Regions from separate parts of the Urocitellus parryii genome. Here region 1 is linked to region 2. A link is a contact called in public Hi-C data. All regions are on one chromosome and are shown on one strand. The core of a region is the stretch at or near the end of the contact, and the rest is flanking DNA. Distances in the headings are between cores, read along the strand shown.

Region 1 (6,047 bases), core at 935-3,434, 240 kb after region 2:
AAGACACATGCTGTACTCACATCAGGCAGGCTTTGCGAAACCAAGCGATGAGAGGACACCCGACCTGCTAAGGGCCTGTGACAGAAGACTCTGGGCAATCGACAAGAGTCCCGTAGAGCAGACTTCTGAACAACACCCCGGCAAATATACTTTAAAAAACTTACTATGAAGGTCAGTCCTCATCTGCCTATGCTTCTTTTTTCCTTAAACATTCATTCACACTGGAAAACATGTTATCTATGTGTACTTGGTGGTGAATCTTTCAAAGAGCTTGGAAAAGTCCCTATTTTCAGAAATACCGGAATTCTCTTAGGGAGAAATCTTCCAGTGAATGAAGGAGAATTTTAAAAACTTACAAGTATTTAACATAGTTTAATTTAATTGCCAAGCAAAATAAGTGCAATTCTCCCTGTTCTGAGCCCAAGCAGAGTGGAGAAGGCCTGCTTTGCTCTTCAGCCAGACACACAGCCTTGGGAAATGACCCAGCCCCGAATGCAGTTCAGACCCCCAGCCCTAGCTGGCTCCCCTTCCCACACTTCCAGCTGGCCGGAGGAACATGCCTTGTTTGCATGGCTAAGTCAAACATTACAACTTGTATTTTTAAGGTTTTTAAAGTTGTTACTTTAAGACAAATAACAAATGAAAATAATTAGAACTTAAAATAATTAGAACTAATTTTATTTCATTTTTGGTTGTTAAAATAAAAATGAAACCTATAAACATACAGTCCCAAGGTTTCCCCAGACCAATCAGCTGTTCTTTGGCAATGTTAGGTGTGTAAAATGACTATCATGCTAATTAACATACTTTAAGGAGAAGTCTGATTAAAGTGATGACATCGTGAAATAACTAGGAAACTGTCAAACATTACATCTAAGTCCTTTAAAAAACTCTCTGTAAATAGAAAATATAAATGAACAAATTTATTTTTCCCAATAAATTAACTTTTGTGGCATTTTTTCCAGTTACACAAACTCCATTATCACATGAAAATTTATAGAATGTAAACAGCAAGAGAATATTATTTTAAGATCTAAGATAATTTTAGAGTAAGTTATGAGAACAAATAGTCAATTGTAGTCTTGCTTTGATGGCAAAAACCAAACAAATCAAAATCGAAAGAAAGGCTATACAGAAACAGCACTGCCGACTGAACGAAGTGTTTATAGCTGTGTAATCAAAATAATCATCCCCTTCTTTAATTCTCACGGACCACCTGTCACTCGGTGTGCCACCAAACACGCGACACACGCGCACACACACACTTGGCCTCGGATGGGACCCTCCTCGGTAGGCAGCGTCACCGAGGGGCCGAGATCCACGCCCACCACTCAACCAGTTCTGTTAAAAGGCGGCTATAAAAATACACGTCACCACGAGCGGCAGCTGCTGGGCGGAGGCGGCCTCGCGGGCCTGTCCGCGGGCCTCCTGCGGCAGCCTCCGGCCCGTCACACCTGGTCGCGCAGGCGGGCCAGTCTCTGCGACAGCTCGTCCTGCTCGGCCGAGGCCACGCTGGTGCCCACGGAGCCGGTCTGGCCCTGCGGCAGCTCCATGTTGAGGTCGAGGCCCGCCTCGTCTGCCATCTCCTGGAGCAGCAGGTCCACCTGATTCTGGGGAGTGGTCAGCGTCGTCGTACTGCTCATCGTGTCCTCCATCTGCTGCGTCTGGACGTCCAGGGTCTCGAACTGGTGCTCGAACTTGTCCATCAGCGCGGAGATCTTCTCCAGGTTCATGGTCTTCAGCGTCGCGTCCATGGACTTGACCACGCCGGCCATCGACTTGGTCACCTTGCCCATGGTCACGGCCGTCTGCACGCGGGCGGCCACGGCGTCCACGCGCGCGCTCATCCTTAGGAAGTTCACGGCCTGGTTCTTCTGGCGGATGGCGTTCTCGGCGTGGATCCGGGCCACTTCCATGTTGCCCTTTTGGATGGCCTTCTTGATCTTGGCCTTTTCGGCCTTCTCCTCCTTATCGCACTTCTTGGCACTCCTGCTCAGTTCTTTGGCGGCGAACTTCAGGTTGAACAGGTGCTTCTCCATGTTGGACATGGCGGGACGCCGCCTCGGGGTCGGCGGCCAGGGCCCGGGCTTGCGCGGAAGCGAGGCGAGGAGAGGCAGGTCCGCTCCCGGCAGCCGCTCCTTTGTTTTGGTCCTACTTCCTGCTTCCACCGCGCGCGACGCAGACGGTGACGTCAGAACTAGGCGCCGGGGCGGGGCCTGCGGGACCGGGACTGCGAGCCGAAGGGAGCCAGGGGCGTGCCCTGCGTGGCGCGAGGCGCGGAGAGGAAGGGCGGGGTGACGGGTCGGAGGGCGCCGGGGGAGGGGTCTGCGTGACGCACGGCGCCTCGGGCGGAGCTGGCTGGACCGCCGACGCCCGCGCTGTGCGCGTCGCCCATTTACTGACCCGAGCGCTGGCTCCGCGTGGCTTGAGAAGCGTTAGCCCGTTTCCAACTTCACCGGAGCGGCGCTCGCAGACGCTGGCGTAGGAGTACGTCCTCTGACGTAAGCGGCTACGCTCGGACCTGCACGCCAACGCAGCCAGGCGCCAGGCCCGCCGGGCTTCGGCAGAGGGTCTGGCCGGGGCTGGAGACCCGCAGGAGACCCGGCGAGGTCAGCCGGTGGGAGCTCTCTGATTGACGTGGGCGCTCTCTGATTGACGCGGGCAGCTCCGCTTTCTCAGGGGAACCTGAGACGGTGGATGAAGGCAGGGTCCGCGCTGACCCACGGTTTGCGCTGCAGAGCGCGGCGGGTGGGAAACCTCAAAACCGAGGCGCTCCGACTTCAGCAACCATCACCCCAGGTCGGCCCGTGGCTGAGGAATAAGAAGACCTGGCTTCTGCTGACACGAGTCTGTCTTTTTGATGTTTTATAAAATACCCAAGGAACTTCAGTCACATTCCAGGTTGACAGGCAGAGGACGGCGAGGTCCGGAACCCCGCACACGGGCATGAGTCACAGCTGTCACTGGGTATCTTCCCCTTTAACAGTAAATGCAGCTTTTGGATGGCAGCAGTGCGCACCGTGACTTTTCCCATTAGAAAAACCCCTCCCACGTAGCAAGAACGAAAGGCAAGGGACGTCCAACCTGTCCGGATGACCTAGGCTGCAGGGAATACTCAGAGGATCCTGTTTACAAGTCATTTCCTCTAGAGTCTCCATATCTCTGGGGCTTCTTGGGCTAGTTTCCCAGTCAGTTCAAGGGGTGCCAGTGCCGGGTGCATCCCCTTGAAGCACAGCTCTGATGATATCTCTTGCTCCAGACATGCAGGTTACACTCCTATGGGGCATCCTGGCTCCTTTCTTTTGCTGCCCGATGCCAGTCAAACCAGGCGGAAGCATGGAAGCTGCTAGTCGGTTGAGTCACTGGACCAAGGCAGAGGATGAGACATGTTGCTCCTCCCCATGTCCTGGGTTTTCTGTCCACCACTTTGCCACCTCCTCCATGAAGCCTTCCCAGGACTCCCTCATGTCCCCTGAGTGCTGCTACTTTTTCTGTGTGGATACCACAGCACAGGGCATATGCCTGGCTCACAACAATTATACATGAGCTACTTGGACGCAAAGAATATTCTCATTTTGATTGCATGTGGACTACTACAAGTGCTCAGAACACCCCAGGCACTGTGTGCAGTAAGGCTTTGCTGATTCCAGCTGTCACAGATAGGGGCTGGGACATGACCCTAATTAGCAGCTTAACAGATTCCCCTGCCTCAAAGCAGAACTCTTTCTCCAGAGAAAACTTCTAGAAATGTGATATAGAAATGAGTAAGAGGGAAGAAATCTCTCTGAAGTGGGGATGGAGCGTGGAGGGCCCCTTCTCTTCTCACCCTCCCCTCCTTTCAGCTCCCTGGCTCTTCTTTCAGTTTGCAAAAACAGTTTAACAAACATGTTTTGTGGGGATTTTTTTTTTTTTTTTTTGGTACTGGAGATTGAACCCAGAGGCACTCTACCACTGAGCTACATTCCTAGCCCTTTTTATTTTTTTATTTTGAGATAGAGTCTTACTAAGTTGCCCAGCGTGGCCTCAAACTTGCAATCTTCCCACCTCAGCCTCCTGAGTAGCTGGATTTGCTGGTGTTCACTATGCGTACCTTCTTAATAACAAATTCTAATTAGGTGAGATGGTTTGGAATATAATCATGAGAGATGATGATGATTGTGACAACTACCATTTATTAAGGACTATGTGCCAGATATTGTTCTAGGTGCTTTCCACGACTTAACTCGCAGCCCCTGTGAGGTGGATACTGGTAACATTGCCAGCCTGCAGATCAGGGAAGGGAAGCACAGAGCCCAAAGGAATTTGTCCAAGACCACACATCTGGTTACATGGCAGAAACCAGGTTCCGTGGATGTGTGAGGACCAGGAACAAAACAATGGGGCATCTGTTCCAGGTAGGTTAGGGAAAACAGAGGATGCTCACTTGGCCTAAAAGAGGGAGGCGACTCAGCAGCTGTCGTGTTGAGAAGAAGGAGGGTTGTGTGGACTGTAGGGACTGCAGGGTCAATGTTCGCTGCAGTGTAGCTGCTAAAAGAAGGTGCCACCACCTGAAGCTGCTCATGGAATGCCCGGGCCCCACCCTGGCTGGACAATGTACAAAGAAAGGGGCAGAGTTCAGAAGCCAGTCAGAGACGGGGTGACAGACCTGGAGGAGAAGGCTCAGTCACCTTGGCCCCTGCTGTCCCCACCCTTCTGGGGAAGTAGCCAAGCCCTGCCTCTAGTCCCTGCCCTCAGGGGTCCCACCTTGCTAGCAGGATCTGGAGCAGGTTTTCCCTCTGAGCTCTCCATCTCCTTGGCCCAGGATAATCTGTGACACAAGACCCTTCGCAGCTCCTCAGGGTGACTCAACTCAGTCCTTGCCCCCAAAATCTCCTCATCTCCACTTAGCCATGGCACCCCCTCCATGGGTTCTTCAGGTCAGAGTCTTAGGAACCCCCTGATGAGGCCTCACCCACATCTGTGTCTAACGCATCTCCATCTCCACGTGTTTCCATTCTCTGCCCCCCGCTGGAGGTGACAGCCTTAAGCCTGTCTTACACTCGTGTGTGTGTGTGTGTGTGTGTGTGTGTGTGTGTGTGTGTGTGTAACGAGCAAAGGGAAGATTATTTGGTAATTACTGTCAAAAGAGACTTCAGGCCTATGACAGTTAAGATTGCTCCTAAGAACCTGCAGGATCTAATATGGGGGATGAAAGTGTAGTTCAAACCACTGGATAGCCGTGGCTGTGGCTCCCGGCACCCCTAGCCAAGCAGATCTTTCTCAGTGAAGAGAAGTAATGTTCTGTTAGACTGCCAACATTTCCAGAAAGCTGTGAGTCAAACCAGTTAATTATTTTCATTATAACATGTTAGGAAATATATGGTATAATTTGGAACTTTTATTTCCCTCTTTTTGAACCCATATAGGTGTTTAATCTTCAGATACACAGGTAGGATATGAGATCCGATTTCATTGGGAAAGAATGAATCATTTGCTAAATCTAAAGACATTAAAAAAAAAGGAGAAAATACAAAATTTAATTTTGTCCCATGTGTTAAAATATTTCAGGAGCCTGGGCTTGGGCTGAAGCTCAGTGGTATAGCATGAGGCCAGTACACGTGAGACCCTGTGTGTTTCAGATTCTCTCAGCCACCGAGTCCTCCCCACCACGACTGCACCCATGTGGCTCTGTAGGTGTCCTAGCTCTGCAACAGCCCTTCCTTCCCCCAGCATGGGGCATACTGGCTTACCACTTGTCCCTGTCCTTCTGCAACATAGCAGATGCTCCATGAGCTCCTGCTGAATGCGTGAATGCAGGTAAAGGAAACAGTTCTGTGTACACAGCCACTTGGTGACCATTTCAAGGACTGTGACTACGTGTATGTGTGTCATATGATACATGCATGTGTTGATATATCCCATATGTCACACACATGTACACATGTATCTAAATTTCCCCCATATCACTGTTCTTTTCCAGTGCTAGGGATCAAACCCAGAGCCTCAGGCATGCTACAGAAGCACTGTACCCCTGAGCTGCATCCCATCATTCATCCATCTACCATCGG
Region 2 (6,159 bases), core at 1,203-3,702:
GAATGCCTCAGCAGAGTGAGTTGTCAAAGTTTTGGAGTTTTGCCACTCTGGTGAGTTATGCTGTTAACATTTAGCGTCTGTTCTTCAGTTTCTTCCTGTGTGTACATGCATGGACATGTGCACACTCCTGAAGACTTCTGTGTTGAGGGCCACAGTCGGGATGACCATGGCATTTTGCCAGAAGGGAATGGGTGAGAGGTGAAGCCAGTGAGTCATTGAGATGATGATGGTTATGTTAAGCTGTGTATTCAATTGTATATAGACCTTTACTGTCCAGCAATAGGGAGGCTCTTGCTGCCTCGGTTGCCCACTACTTTGGAGTTCCCGTGAAGTTCTCCTGGATCAGAGAGTTGGGGCGGAGCCGGGTGGAGAGCTAAGAGAGTTCCCAGGGAGTGTGCGGGAGTGCTGGTGGAGTTCAGGCAATAAAGTTTCCTGTTTGAACATACAAGTGCTTTGTGTCAGCTCGGTGATTTATGCCCAGCCAGACCGCGGCACTTCTGTTCACCAGTCCTCAGCCTTATCTGCCTTTCCTGCCTTCTCCCTTACACAGCATCGTCAACTAGTAGGCCACACAGCCATGGCAGAGCTAATGAATGATGACCATGATTCAGAACTTTGTTTCCAGTCCTCTTTCTCCTCTCTGCAGTCATTGTGTGCTGAACAGTTTGACTTTCTGCCTTCTGGAGGACTCACTTGATTTTGAACATCATTTCTCTTTGAAAGGTATGTAGAGCAGGCTGTGCCCTCTCTGTATTACTCCACGATGTATAGAATAGCAATTTTCAGGCTTTGCCAAAAGCTTTGTTACTTCATTTTGTAAAGCCGTAGTTTGCCATAAGCTGCTCAATTTTGAGTGGAAGGACTCTACACCCTCTCTGTACAAGTAGACAACCTCCATATGCTGGGTGTAGTCCTATCACAAGAATTGATAAGTAAATTAATCATGCTAATAATGATTACCCAAGAACTTGTCAAATCAATCAGAAGCACACGGCTGCATAGAAGCATGTGGATACATGGGTGCATCAAACTCCTACTGGAAAACCAGGCCCACAAGCTTGTCAAAGACACCAGACTACCAAATGATGCCTCCTCACTTGAGACCCACAAAAAGAGAGGCACCCTGACCCTGTCACCCAGTCACTCCTTGATGACAAGCTCAGGAAAATTACCATAGCAACCAATTCTGAATTACTGTCCTTGGGCTTCAGCAGAGTGGTTTCTTCTGCCTGTGAGGCTCACACAGCCCACTCCAAGCTGCCATCTCAAGCTGACACTCCAATATGACACTAATACTGCTGCCTTCTGGATCTTAGCTTAGACTAAGTTCTGTGCTTTGTCAGCTCTGGGCCCTCAACAAGTCCTTTGGCTGGTTCCTGGTCTTACCTGACACCTACAGTCAGTCTCATTCATAGCTGCTCTCTGTCTGCCTCTCAGTCAGCCTTCTAATACCATGTACTTGCCTTAACCGTTTCTTAGCCTTTTGTTAATCTACATGTATGACTGTGTGAAGTGTGATGTGTGACTTCGAGTGTTACAGATATTAGAAATTAAGATTGGAACAAATCAATCTGATTTCCTGGTTAATGAATACCAGGTGCCCACAAGTATGCGATGAACTGCTGCTGATGAAAGTGGAGTATCCTGTGAGTTTATTGTTATTCCATAAATTCTGACATTGCAGAAAGACACAAATGAGTTTGTCTCTGTTGATGACACAGCACACTTACCACAAAGGGATCCCCATGGGCCCAAGTTAGAGATTATAGTCCCAACATTTTGATTATAGCTTTTAGATGGCTGGTTTGTGATTCTTTGTGTTGCCTTCCTAGGAGTTAGAGATGTGTTGGGGCATCTTCGCGGACCGCCACCATGTCAGCCAAAGGTACTGAGTCATATGTGGCAAATGACAGCGAATGCTAAGAGGACAAAGACGACACGGAGCCCTTAGTGGAAAAGGTCCTTTCACCCACGGCCCCAGCAGCCTTTGCACTTCTTTTTTGCCCTCCCTACCCCCTCGGTGCCCGCGTTCTCCCTCCCCGCGACCCCAGCCTAAAGGTCCAGCCCTCACGTCCCACCTCCCGCCACCGCCCAGCCCCTTAGGGCCAGCTTTCCAAAAACCCTGCCGACAGGCCCCGCCTCCTGCACGCCAGCCTACGTCCTCAGACCCCGTCTCTCGCCACGCCCCTGCCCTTGGGTCTCGCCCTCCACGCTCCTCCCTCTGCCCCTCCTCCTATCACGCTCTCCACGCATTAGGTCCCGCTCTCCACGCCCTGCCCTTAGACCCCGCCCCCTCCCCGCCCACCCCCCACGGCTCCCTCGGCCCAGCCCTTCACGTTCCTACCCTTCGGTTCCGCTCCGAGGGGGACGTCGACGTCAGCACGCCGGGGCGGGGCCGAGGGGGACGCGCGCGTGGAGCGCTGGGGCCCGCGGCAAGCCGCTGGCTTCCAGCAGTCGCGCGTAGCTTTCTACGACCGGAGCCCTTTATCCGAGCCGCCTCCGCACCTGCGCGGCGCTCCGGGCGGAGTGGGCCGCGCCGGCCGTCATGGCGCACCGCTGCCTGCTGCTGTGGGGCCGCGGCGGCTGTCGGCCCCGCGGTCTCCCGCCGCTCTTCGTTCCCGGCGGCGGCGCGGGCCCCGGCGAGCGGCCCTGCCTGCGAAAGGTGAGTCCCGGCTCCCGCCCTGCGCCTCTCCTGGGCCTGCTTCCGGCCCGGAGGCAGCGTCAAGGTCACCGCCCCGCGGCGCGCGGGCCCTGGAGAGCCGGGCCGGCCGCGACTGGCACCCGCGTGTGCCGTGTGCTGTCCGCCGGACACGCTTGTGTCCAGAGGATCGGAGGCTGCGCTCGGTGAGCAGCCCGGCGCCGTCTGGCCCTTGGCGTGAAGAAGCCGCCTCGCCGCGTAGGGCCGTGCGCCGCACTGCGTAACCGCGCCGCCCTCGGGGCGTTGGGGGCGAATGCCAGCCCGCTAGGCCCGCGCGCGGCGGCCAGGGGTCTTTCTGAAGAGATGGTAGTGCTTGACAGCCGTGCAGTCACCTGCCTCTGGTCCAGGTCAGCAGTGTCCTACACAGCTTCCTGCTGCCGGCTCCAGCCAGCGCTGGTTTACCGGAGGTACGCAGCAGGTGGTCGAGGCCCTGGGCTCCATCGCTGGAACTTGGGTGGCCACTTACTAGCCAGATGCCCTTGAGGAAGTTGGCTCAGCCTTTCCACTTAAATGGGGGAAGTAATAGTACCGGGTCCCTTAGTATCCGCAGGGAATTGATCCCAGGACCCCGAGGGTACCAGAGCCCAGGGATGCTCTGAGTGTTTGCATATATCCTGCCCATGGTCTCCCATATACTTATTTTTTTTAAAGAGAGAGAGAATTTTTTTAATATTTATTTTTTAGTTTTCAGCGGACACAACATCTTTGTTTGTATGTGGTGCTGAGGATCGAACCCGGGCCGCACGCATGCCAGGCGAGCGCACTACCACTTGAGCCACATCCCCAGCCCTCCCATATACTTTAAATCATCTCTAGATTACTTATACTATTACAATGTAAATATTATATAAATAGTATACATCGTGGTGTATAGGGAATGACAAGGAAAAAAGTTCTTTATAGATGCTATCCCTCTTCCCCCGTTCCCATAATGTTTTCAGTCTGCCATTGGTGGAATCCAAGGATGTGGAGAGCTGATTGTACTTGCATTTATGATATTTACTTGCATGCCAGTCTTGTATTTATTCCGTAGTTCTCTTCATCTTTTTTTCCTATTCTCTACTGCGTTGCACTAAGCCTTTTTCAGTTTCTTGTATTGTGTCCATTTTCTTCTTTCCTGGTTTAGATTTTTTTCCTTTTGCTCTAGTGGACGTTGGTCTCAAACATACAATGGGCAGGTAGGAATCTACCTGGTGAGTTTGCAGTTTTTATGGCAGGAATCTTACCTAAAATACCTTTCTTTGCAATGGCACTGTTGGCCCTGGGAATCACCAGTGCTGAAATAGAAGGAAGTCCTTTGTGCTGACAGCTACAGCTAATGGATTGGGAGAGTAGTCTGTGCCATATTCCCTAGCGTTGAATGGGGGACACTGGGGCATTACTGTGCTACCTATGAGGGAGTCTCATAGGACAGGTTTTCCTTCATGCTACTGTTGAAGATCAGACAGGAGTATTATTCTCACAGTATGGTCCCTTGGAAAAAGATTTTGATGTGTTGAGATACCAGTTCTCAAGTGTTACACCTCGGGGAAAAGACTGATAAAGCAACTTCATATTGTCAAACATAGAAGCTGATCCTCTGAGGTGAAGTGCTCTAAGCATAAATTTTGTGAATTGGTGTCTCATGTTCTTTGACAAGACACCCTGGGCTTGGGTTGGGTATGCAGAGGAGAAAAGCTTCATTGATGATTCTGTTATAGAAAATAACCTCAGTGAAAAATGCGGTCATGGGGATTATCACTAGGTTAGTAGGAATATTCCATGTCAACGCAATTTGAAAATAGAGCATATAGGGGCTTCTTAATTCAACAAATATTTATGGAGTGCTTACCATATGCCCAGTTCTTGTATGATAAAGAACCTTTTGTATTACCTCCATGCCATTCTGATTCCATTATCAGGCAGCCCTCCATATCCCAGGGTACACTGGAAACAAACCTATTTTTTTAAAAATAGCATTTGTACTCAATAGATATAGGTTTTTTTGTCATTCTTCCCTAGACAATATAGTATAACAACATTTGACATAAAATTTACATTGTATTATTAAAAGTAATTTGAGGTGATGTGAAGTATACAGGAGGATGTGTATAAGTTTTAGGCAAACATTGTACCATTTTATATAAGGGACTTGAGCATCTGTGGACCAGGGGATCCTGGAACCCCTGAGGAAACTGAAAGATGAGACTACAGGTTTTATATTTTACAAAAATACAAATTTGTAACTGATTTGTTCTCAGCATTTTCTTCCTTGTGCTTCTGAGTTTCCTAGGAGTGGAAACTGGTTCTGATTACCCTTTGGACTCCCCACACCGAGTAGTTGTTCAGGGCATGAGTGTGAGTTGTTGACTTGTCCTGCTTGAAAGACATTGTAATCTATACTCTTAATGAAATTGGCACTGGGAAAAGCTTTATTCACTTATGATGTGTTCTTATCCAGTACCAGTGATTATTTCACAGATCATGTGTTTCCATGGCTTGGAAGGTCCAAATACACCATAAGCTCCAAATTCTCTCATATCAGCATTGTGGTCAACTATGTATGTGTAGTGTTTTGGGCCCATTTTGAAGTTAAAATTGTGTATTTATTTTGTGTTAAATCAGCTCATTCTTTTTTTTTTCTTTTTATTGGTGCATTGTAATTATACATAATAAACCAGGCATGGTGGTGCATGCCTGTAAGTGACTCAGGAAGCTAAAGTGGCAGGATCACAAGTTTGAGTATAGCCAGGGCAGCTTAGTAAGGCCTTCAGCTATTTAGTAAGACCCTGTCTTTAAAGAAAAAAAAAAAAAAAAGAGGGGGCTGGGGATGTAGTTCAATAGTAAAACACCCTGGGTTCAAATTCCAGTACCCACTCCCCAAAATTATTTATAATGGTGAGATTCATTAGATTCTTTTTCATTGTGCCACATTCATACATGTACATAATAACATAGTTTGATTAATCTCATTCCCCAATACTTTTCCTTTTCCTCTCTTTCCTCCCCCTCATTTTAAAATTTATTTTTTATTGACATTTTTATTCACATACCATAAAATTCATCATTTTAAAGTGTACATTTTGGGAGTTTTAAGATATTCACAAGGTTGTACCACCATCACTACTATCCCTAATTCTAGCACAGTTTCATCACTCCAGGAAAGCCCTATAACCATTAGCAGTTACTCCGAGTTTCACCCTAACCTCTTCCCAGGTCTGGGCAACTCCTAATCTACTCTATGGACTTGACTTTTCTGAACATTTCACACTAATGGAACCATAAAATATGTGATCTTTTGTGTCTGCTGGCTTTCACTGAGCCTATTTGCAAAGTTCATCTATGCACTGGTATTTCAGTACTTTTTGTGTGTGAATGTGATTCCATTGTATGGATATATCACTTTTTATCTGTTCACCAGTTGATGGACATTTGAGTTGTTCTTCTTTTAACTATTATGGATAATGATGCTCTGAACACTT

The links. A called contact is a pair of places that touch in the nucleus more often than the background predicts.
Region 1: a contact with region 2 is called in a Hi-C map of muscle, with 6 times the contacts expected there. The contact joins the promoter of Chmp1b here to the promoter of Afg3l2 in region 2. A contact is called at or near these places in 2 of 2 Hi-C or Micro-C datasets (liver and muscle).

Annotation. Positions count from the first base shown.
Region 1 is chr13:59,785,381-59,791,427 of mUroPar1.hap1, forward strand. It overlaps Chmp1b (charged multivesicular body protein 1B), which reads right to left and starts at 2,185. Exons shown (of 1, transcript XM_026415495.2): 1 at 212-2,185. The coding sequence starts at 2,048. The coding sequence ends at 1,449. The region is part of intron 5 of Gnal (G protein subunit alpha L); the gene reads right to left.
Region 2 is chr13:59,540,334-59,546,492 of mUroPar1.hap1, forward strand. It overlaps Afg3l2 (AFG3 like matrix AAA peptidase subunit 2), which reads left to right and starts at 2,453. Exons shown (of 18, transcript XM_077792276.1): 1 at 2,453-2,662. The coding sequence starts at 2,546.